2 separate regions of the Mus musculus genome follow, and region 1 is linked to region 2. A link is a contact called in public Hi-C data. All regions are on one chromosome and are shown on one strand. Each heading gives the region's core, a stretch centred on a gene start, on an enhancer-like site or on the middle of the called end of the contact. The rest is flanking DNA. Distances are from core to core; before and after follow the strand shown. Region 1 overlaps Sestd1 (SEC14 and spectrin domains 1). Region 2 overlaps Ccdc141 (coiled-coil domain containing 141).

Region 1 (3,444 bases), core at 318-2,817, 210 kb after region 2:
CCTCCACCTCTCACCTCCTCTCCCTTTCCCCTTCCACCTCCCCCCATCCCTGTCACCCTGTCCTAGTCGCTTAAAAGTTCATAAAACAGAAAATCAACAATAAAGAACCCAACAGCTCTCCATCAAGCCACAATTCCTAATCAACATTTATGGAACAATGTATTAAATAGTAGAATGTACCTGTCTTTCAAAATATCCATGGACCACACCCCAAGATGACCCCAGGCAAGCTCCAGTAAACTTGAAACAAAAGATCAGGCTAAATGTCTTCTCTGATTACAATGAAACCAAGCTAGAAATCAGAAACAACAGTAACAACAATGAAAGGGAAATAAATGTTCAAGTATTTCAAAACTAAGGAGCAGTTTCTAAATAACCTGCAGGAAGATGGTGACCTAAGGAAAGGGACAAAGGTGAAATTTGTGGGATAACCTTGATGGTGGAAGTTGGTCTTGATCCAACTCTGAGCTTATGTATAAGAATTGGGCTCCCATTAACAAATTCCACTGAGCACATTTCTTACTGGTTAAGTAGATACTGTTTATAGTTGAATGGGATAAAACACATGTTGGTGTTTTGCTTATTTGTTTGTTTTAAGTTTACTCTGGTGTTGGGCTGTAGTTAGGTGGCAGAACACATATTTGTATACCCAAGGCCCTGAGTTCAGTCCTCAGCACTGCCATCTCAGTTCATCTATGACGTGAATCATTGAATCACGTGACCTAGTGATGACCATATATGGGGGGGGGGGGTGTCACCAATGCTTCCCTCCAGCAGTCTATGCTCTGTGATCAAATGTCACCAAAGCAACTGAAGTGCCATGCACGAGTCGATATGCTGTGCATTGAGTGCTGTGTCTCCTCAAAAGTCCTAACCCTCCATGTGACCTCTGAGGCAATGGGCCACTTGTAATGACTAGCTCAGCTCATGAGGACAGGACCAGCACCCTGCTGAGAGAGATGTCTAAATCCTATGACACTGTGATCTACACTCTAGCCACAGCCATCAAGAAAACAACAGAGGACCTCAAGTTCAAGGCCTACTTGGGCTACAAAGTGAGCTCAAGGCTAGTCTAGGCCACTTACTAAGGCTATCTCATGTTTTTAAATGCAAAGAGGACCAGGGGCACAGATGGAGAGTATCTGACCTTGCATCTAAGACCCAGTACCACAAAAGAGATGCCAAAAAGGGCCCTCCTGCCCTCCTTCACGAAAGGCCACAAGAAGATGCCATCTATGAATCACACCAGACATCAAACATGACACTGATTTCAGACTTTCCTGCCTTTACAAGTGTCAGAACTTCATCACTATTGCTTACAACAGCCCCAGAATACATGCTGAACAAACAAACTAGATATAAATAGCAGCCTGAACAAACAAAACAGATGTAAATCATACAAGTTTCTCTCCTACCAACATTCTTTTTTCTAAAATATCTGATCTTAAGGAAGTATTAGGAAAAAAAAAAACAAATATCTGCTTGGATGACTCACACTAAGATATGAGTAACTGCTGGGCTTGAATAGTTCCAAGGTACAAAAACAGCCTCACTCAAAGGACACTGTAATAGAAACTGTGTATGCAGAACAGAATCCAAGTTTTTTGCTCATCTGCGTAAGTCAGCTGCCCCAGGGCCTACCACAGCCTACCGCCCAGTTTCTAGCCTGGTAGTTCTCAAGTATTTAGATGTAAGTGGGATACAAATCCTAAATTACAAAGCACTGGCAGTGCCTTCCTTCTTGTTATAAACCCAGATCCTGAAAGAGCTTTGCCGCCTTTCCCACAGGGGAGGTATATAGCACAGAGCTCTTGTCTGGATAAAGACAAGACGAGCCCCACCCACATTAGTAAAATCTGCACCTGTCTTCTCAGCCACCATAAAGCTCACTCCGGGCTACTAAGTGCTCCAGGGCATCTGTGTAGATGATATCTCCAGTCCCAGGAGTCTGTCCTTTCTGATTAAGTAGGACTGACTGAACTGTATTTTAAGGCAACTAAGAGAAATTCTGGCTTTTGGGTTCAGCTGGGTCTGATGAAGGAAACAGGTCTGCTTCCATCTGGCTGAGCCCCTGAGGCTTCAAACCAGACTCGGATTCCACTGAAGTGTTTACTTCCCGTCCTGATTCAACATCCCTTTCCTCTCCTCAGCATGGTGGTCACATTTGTACCGACTCTTCTATCAGCTCTAAGCGCAGGTAATGTGTTCCTGGGTGCTGGGGTGTCCATCTTGTAAGAGTTAAGTAGGAGGCAGCACACGTGATGTGCTGGTTTTACCTCACAGATGCTCCAACACAAGAGACAGATTTCAGAAAGAGCAAAGGACTTCTCCTGTTAATCCCAGCCAGCTGAGAACTAAGCGCCTTCCCCTCACTCTAACAGCACAGGCGCCCACTTGTCGAGAGACAAGGCTACTCTGGCTAGGGTTGGAGGTTGTCCTCTACTGGACCCCGCTACTTGTGAGCACAGAGGGTGAGCTAGTAGGTATGGCAGGCAAGCAGAGATCCTATCTCAGACACCAGGCCGACACAGAATGTCCCCCAGACTCCTTTGGGAGGGATTTGCCTCCAGTGACCCAAAGGACCCACCACTAGACCGTAGTGCTCAAGGTCCCACTTCCCCTCAACAGCACCATGCTGGGCTCGGCTCCTGACACACGGGCCTTTGATGGACATGTTACAGCCAAGCTTTTGCCCAGCATGCCCAGGGCTGAAGAAGACAAAAGCAAAGACACCCAAACTGCAGCAAGCTGGGAAAACAGACTCTGCTCTTGTTTAAGCAGTGAGAAGAAGGGGAGGAAAGCAATGGAGCACGGCTGGGCAGAAGGCAGTTACTGAGGATGCTACGGAAGGATGCTACTCAACAGTAGAAGGCATCAGACGCAAGTGCCGACTGGCAAGGGTGGTACCAGCTGGAGAACTCAATGGAGAAGGAGAACTTCTACAAGTCGCTATTACTCCTAATCGTGGTTATATATACAAAGAACTTTCATTTCATGCCTAATTATTATGCAAAATAATAAATCTGCATGTTATAAACTATGTCAAACTGATGTGTTTTGAGCTTTACTTTATATAACCACAAACTGTTCTTCCAGCCCTCTTCCTGGCAGCCTCCTTGGTCAATTACAAAGCTGCAAAAGCAGCAGGGCCACACCCTTAAATCTCTAAGCATCCCCAGTCACCATGCTTGCCAGTTCAGGAGTCAGCAATATGGAATTCAAATGCTCAACGGGTATGTCCTACAGCTACAGTATTTTAGTCTTTCCCAAGTTACTCCTCACCTCAGCTGTTTCCTGTCACTTCCCAACTAATGAAGAACAAGGAGTTCTGAACAAGCAACATCCACACCAAAACCTTGCTTGTGTGTCTGTCTGAGATAGGATCTCACTGTATAGCCCAAGCTAGCCTTAACTCAGTGGCAATTCTCCTGTCTCAGTCTCCCA
Region 2 (3,754 bases), core at 112-2,611:
CGGGCACCCTCTGACACTCACTCTTCAGTTCTGCTACTTCTTTGCCACTGCTGTTGCCTCTGCCACCAGTGTCGGAAGCCCCAGGGGTCTTACCTGACCATTATACAATTCAGTTCAGCCTGCTCTACCCACGATACAGACCACAAGTAAACTAAGATATCATTCAGGAGAGGAACTTCTTGGGTCCTACTGTTAAAACACAGAGGGATATCATGAAGGAGAGGGACTCCTCAGACAAACAACCTGCTTGCACAGGTAGAGAGGGGACATGGCATGCTGGTGCTTACGTTTTGAATCTCTCTCTCAGTGACAGCCTGGATATGTGAACTTCCCTACTGTCTCAATCACAAGCTCTTTAAAAGCACCACTGACAAGCCTCCTGTAGGTCCAGCCTCTCAAGGTTTGGGTTGAGGCTGAGCCCTACTCTTCCTCCCAATGGGGCTATGACCCACGGGTTGAGATCCCTGGTCTAGAGCAAGGCCCCCAGAAGCTGAAGCCTATGGCCTCAGCCACAGTCCTGATCGCTGTACTCCTTGTACCCAAGTCTAGCTTCTTTAAGGCATCCATGAAGTGCTCAAAGCCAAGATCCCACTATGACAGTTTAGCCAGTAGCCAGTAAGAGGGATTATTAAGCTAACAGCCCCCATTCAAGGTAATGGGATACAAAGAAGAATCTGACAGCTGTCAATCAAAAGCTCAAACTGGCCAGGTTCCCAGCAGCTTAGCTTATTTGTGGGGAAAGTAAACACTAAAAGGTGCTTACAATAAAGACCTGTCATAGCATTAGCATTCTTAATAATATTTAACAGTGCTTAACTCCTAGTTAATTGCCCTTAGGGAGAGCTGGTCTTTCTGATCCCTTTTAATACATTACCTGCATGTCTATTCCAACGGTGTATAAACAAAATTATTATTGCCGGCCATATAAAAGTACAGCATATATAATTATGTGCAGCACATAATGCTTCCTAATTAACTGTGTTACTGGTTCATATATTTGCTATCACTATTTTTATTGTTGGAGGATTCTTCTACACATAGGAGAAATGTACTTTAAGGGAGGAGACCTGCTTGAGCTGGCAGCAGCTTCATACACGGTGTTTACATTTCTCTACGGCATCAAGGAACAATGTCTGGCGACTGCCTACGTCTGTGTTAAGTGCACACTGTGATGCTCACACAACACCAGCCAAATCGTGCAACGGCCCGGTTCTCAGAGTGCATCGTCATCACTGAGTGATACATGACTAAGAGCCACAGAAAGAAATCCCTGCAAAACTTCCCGAGAACAAGGGAGGAATGAAGCAGAATTAAAATGTTTGTGCTCTCACTTGCAGCACAAGGGACATCTTCCCCATTGTGTTAACATGCTTGCCAGGAACCCCACTGACTGCACTGAGCTGCAATTTGCCAGTCCTGCTTCGTGACAACACACTGCAGAAAAACGAGGAGCAAGGGATTTCTCCCCCTGAGTTCTCTCTCATGCTTCTAAATTCTAAACAGAGAATGCCTTCAGACAAGGCTTAGGCATTTTAAATGAAGATGTTTCTAAATCCTATTCTAATAAGGAGGAAAGAAAAAAAAAAAAACCAGTGTGCCTATCCACAGGGAGGGGGCTGTTTTGAGTGAGGGTCTTCTGTGGAAACCAGGAGAAATGGGGTTTTTCTTGCTGATGCAGGTGAGTGGGGTGCGGGGGAGGCACTCACTTTAAAATTCTACAGGGCAGGCAGACAGTGTAGATTTGGAACCTCTAGGGCAGAGGTTCTCAACCTGTGGGGTGCAACCCCCTTGGGGGGTCACCAAACAGATAACTTGCATATAATTTACATTATGATTCATAACAGCAAAATTACAGTTTTATGGTTGGGGGTCACCACCACATGAAGAACTGTGTTAAGGGGCCACAGCCTTAGGAAGTGTGAGAAGCTCCGGCCTGGCAGGAGTCTCTAAATCCAAGGCAGAGCCACACTTGGGGCGGGCACTCAGTGTCTGAATATGGAGGTGAAGCAAGTTTAGATTTGCCTTATTAAAGATTGCAGATGACGCATGTTGTTTCTGGAAATTCTGTGTGATTTTATTGTGAAATTCTTGTAAGAAGTCACAATCTTAGAGGAGTGCTTTCCTGCCTAGTCTGGCACCTCGAAAGTGTTGCTAACACGAGTCTGTTCTCAGGCAGAGAACCAATGCCAGCTAAGAATCTGAAAACTACAGTTGCCTACAGTTGCAATAAATATGCTAATAAATGGACACAAAAAAATACACACAACTTAGACACACATAACAGTGTATGTGATTTTCATGTCATTATCTGTATTAACTTATAATTACAGCTCTTTTTTTTTTTTTTTGGTTTTTCGAGACAGGGTTAGCCCTATATAGCCCTGGCTGTCCTGGAACTCACTTTGTAAACCAGGTTGGCCTCAAACTCAGAAATCCACTTGCCTCTGCCTCCCAAGTGCTGGTATTAAAGGCATCCTCCACTACCGCCCGGCTATAATTGCAGCTCTTAAGGGAGCTGGAACTAAATGCCATATCTTTGGAAATTGTTTTTAAATAATTATTTTCAACATTATGGTCCTAGAAATAACTTTCATTTACCTTGACTTGGATATCCAATTCCAGATATTTATTTAAAATCTTCTCTGATTCAGAAGGGCTGGAAGCAACATCCAATGTGGTAGCAAGAATGGGCCTGATTTCCTGAATTGACATTTCCACCTTAGGGAATAGAGAATATATTGTAGTCTTAAAAATATATACTTATATAAAGGAGTGTACATATAAGGAAATATTGTTCCATACATCACCATTGTATTTTAAATGTATATCATTTTTGTATAAAATAGCTTTAAATTTTGAAGAATTTCATATTTTGATAATGCTGATCTTCATATGATGCCATACTGATAAGCTATAAATATAGTCTTTCACTGACAGCAATGACTACAAGCTATCATCCCTGCATACCCATGAAGAGCTTTTCTATATTGCCCACAGAGGATGATAATATACTTGCTAACATGTTAGCAGAGATGAATTCATCTGTATGTTGAATGAGACCAATTTGCTGGCACAAGTAAGCAAGCATTCCAAACGGAGGTGTTAGACTACCCTACAGACAGTTGTATTTAAAGCTGGGGAGCTCTGGGAAATGCCCTGTCCAGACGATAGTGAAAGCAGGGACCTACTTGAATCATTTCACTGATGAATTGAGGGAATTGTGATTTGATCTTTGGTTCACAAGAACCAGTGACCTAGGTGACCCTGGAAGGGCTTCATTCCACTCGAGTTATTTCCTTCATCCCTTGCTTTCTATAGAATGCACACCCTCCACAGCTAAGTCAGCAATCAGATAAGAAGCAGCCATTGTTTAAATTCCTGGTGTGTCTTCCACAATCACCGAATTAGCTTGACTCTCAAGTGGTCAAGCTGCTCCTGTGATCAAACTCTCTCTGGACCCAGGCAACCAGATACAGCTCACAGTCATGAGCTACCGGGTCAGTAACAGAGGGAACAACCTAACAAGGATGCTGTTTAGTGCCAGATCCTATGAAGTCTGTTAACTCTGCTCCTATATACTCAAGTATATCAGTAGGTTGCATCGAATACAAAGATGACTGAACATTTGAGACCCAGCGTCTACAGCAAGGCTCACTACCACCGTGTCTTCAGCGGATAGATAGCAAAATGTTTCCATAGAAAGCTGCTGATCTTCCTCCCGTGAGTGCTTTTATGTGGATGACTGTGTCTCTTG

What was found. A called contact is a pair of places that touch in the nucleus more often than the background predicts.
Region 1: a contact with region 2 is called in a Hi-C map of cortical neurons, with 3 times the contacts expected there. The contact joins two enhancer-like sites. A contact is called at or near these places in 1 of 39 promoter capture datasets (hippocampal neurons), 9 of 484 Hi-C or Micro-C datasets (cortical neurons, embryonic fibroblasts, embryonic stem cells and 3 more), 2 of 115 datasets of contacts at active chromatin or transcription factors (both in embryonic stem cells) and 3 of 9 other capture datasets (embryonic stem cells, liver and pancreatic islet).

Annotation. Positions count from the first base shown.
Region 1 is chr2:77,267,169-77,270,612 of GRCm38.p6, forward strand. All of the region lies in intron 1 of Sestd1 (SEC14 and spectrin domains 1), which reads right to left. Among named protein-coding and RNA genes, the nearest start is that of Sestd1, 12 kb to the right of the region's middle. Within about 2 kb of position 1,568, at least 126 of the 459 cell types and tissues checked have an H3K27ac peak or open chromatin away from gene starts, as enhancers often do. A contact at or near this core is called in cortical neurons, where this site is marked.
Region 2 is chr2:77,055,295-77,059,048 of GRCm38.p6, forward strand. Ccdc141 (coiled-coil domain containing 141) reads right to left here. Exons shown (of 24, transcript NM_001025576.3): 10 at 2,599-2,718. Among named protein-coding and RNA genes, the nearest start is that of Gm39862, 14 kb to the right of the region's middle. Within about 2 kb of position 1,362, at least 16 of the 459 cell types and tissues checked have an H3K27ac peak or open chromatin away from gene starts, as enhancers often do. A contact at or near this core is called in cortical neurons, where this site is marked.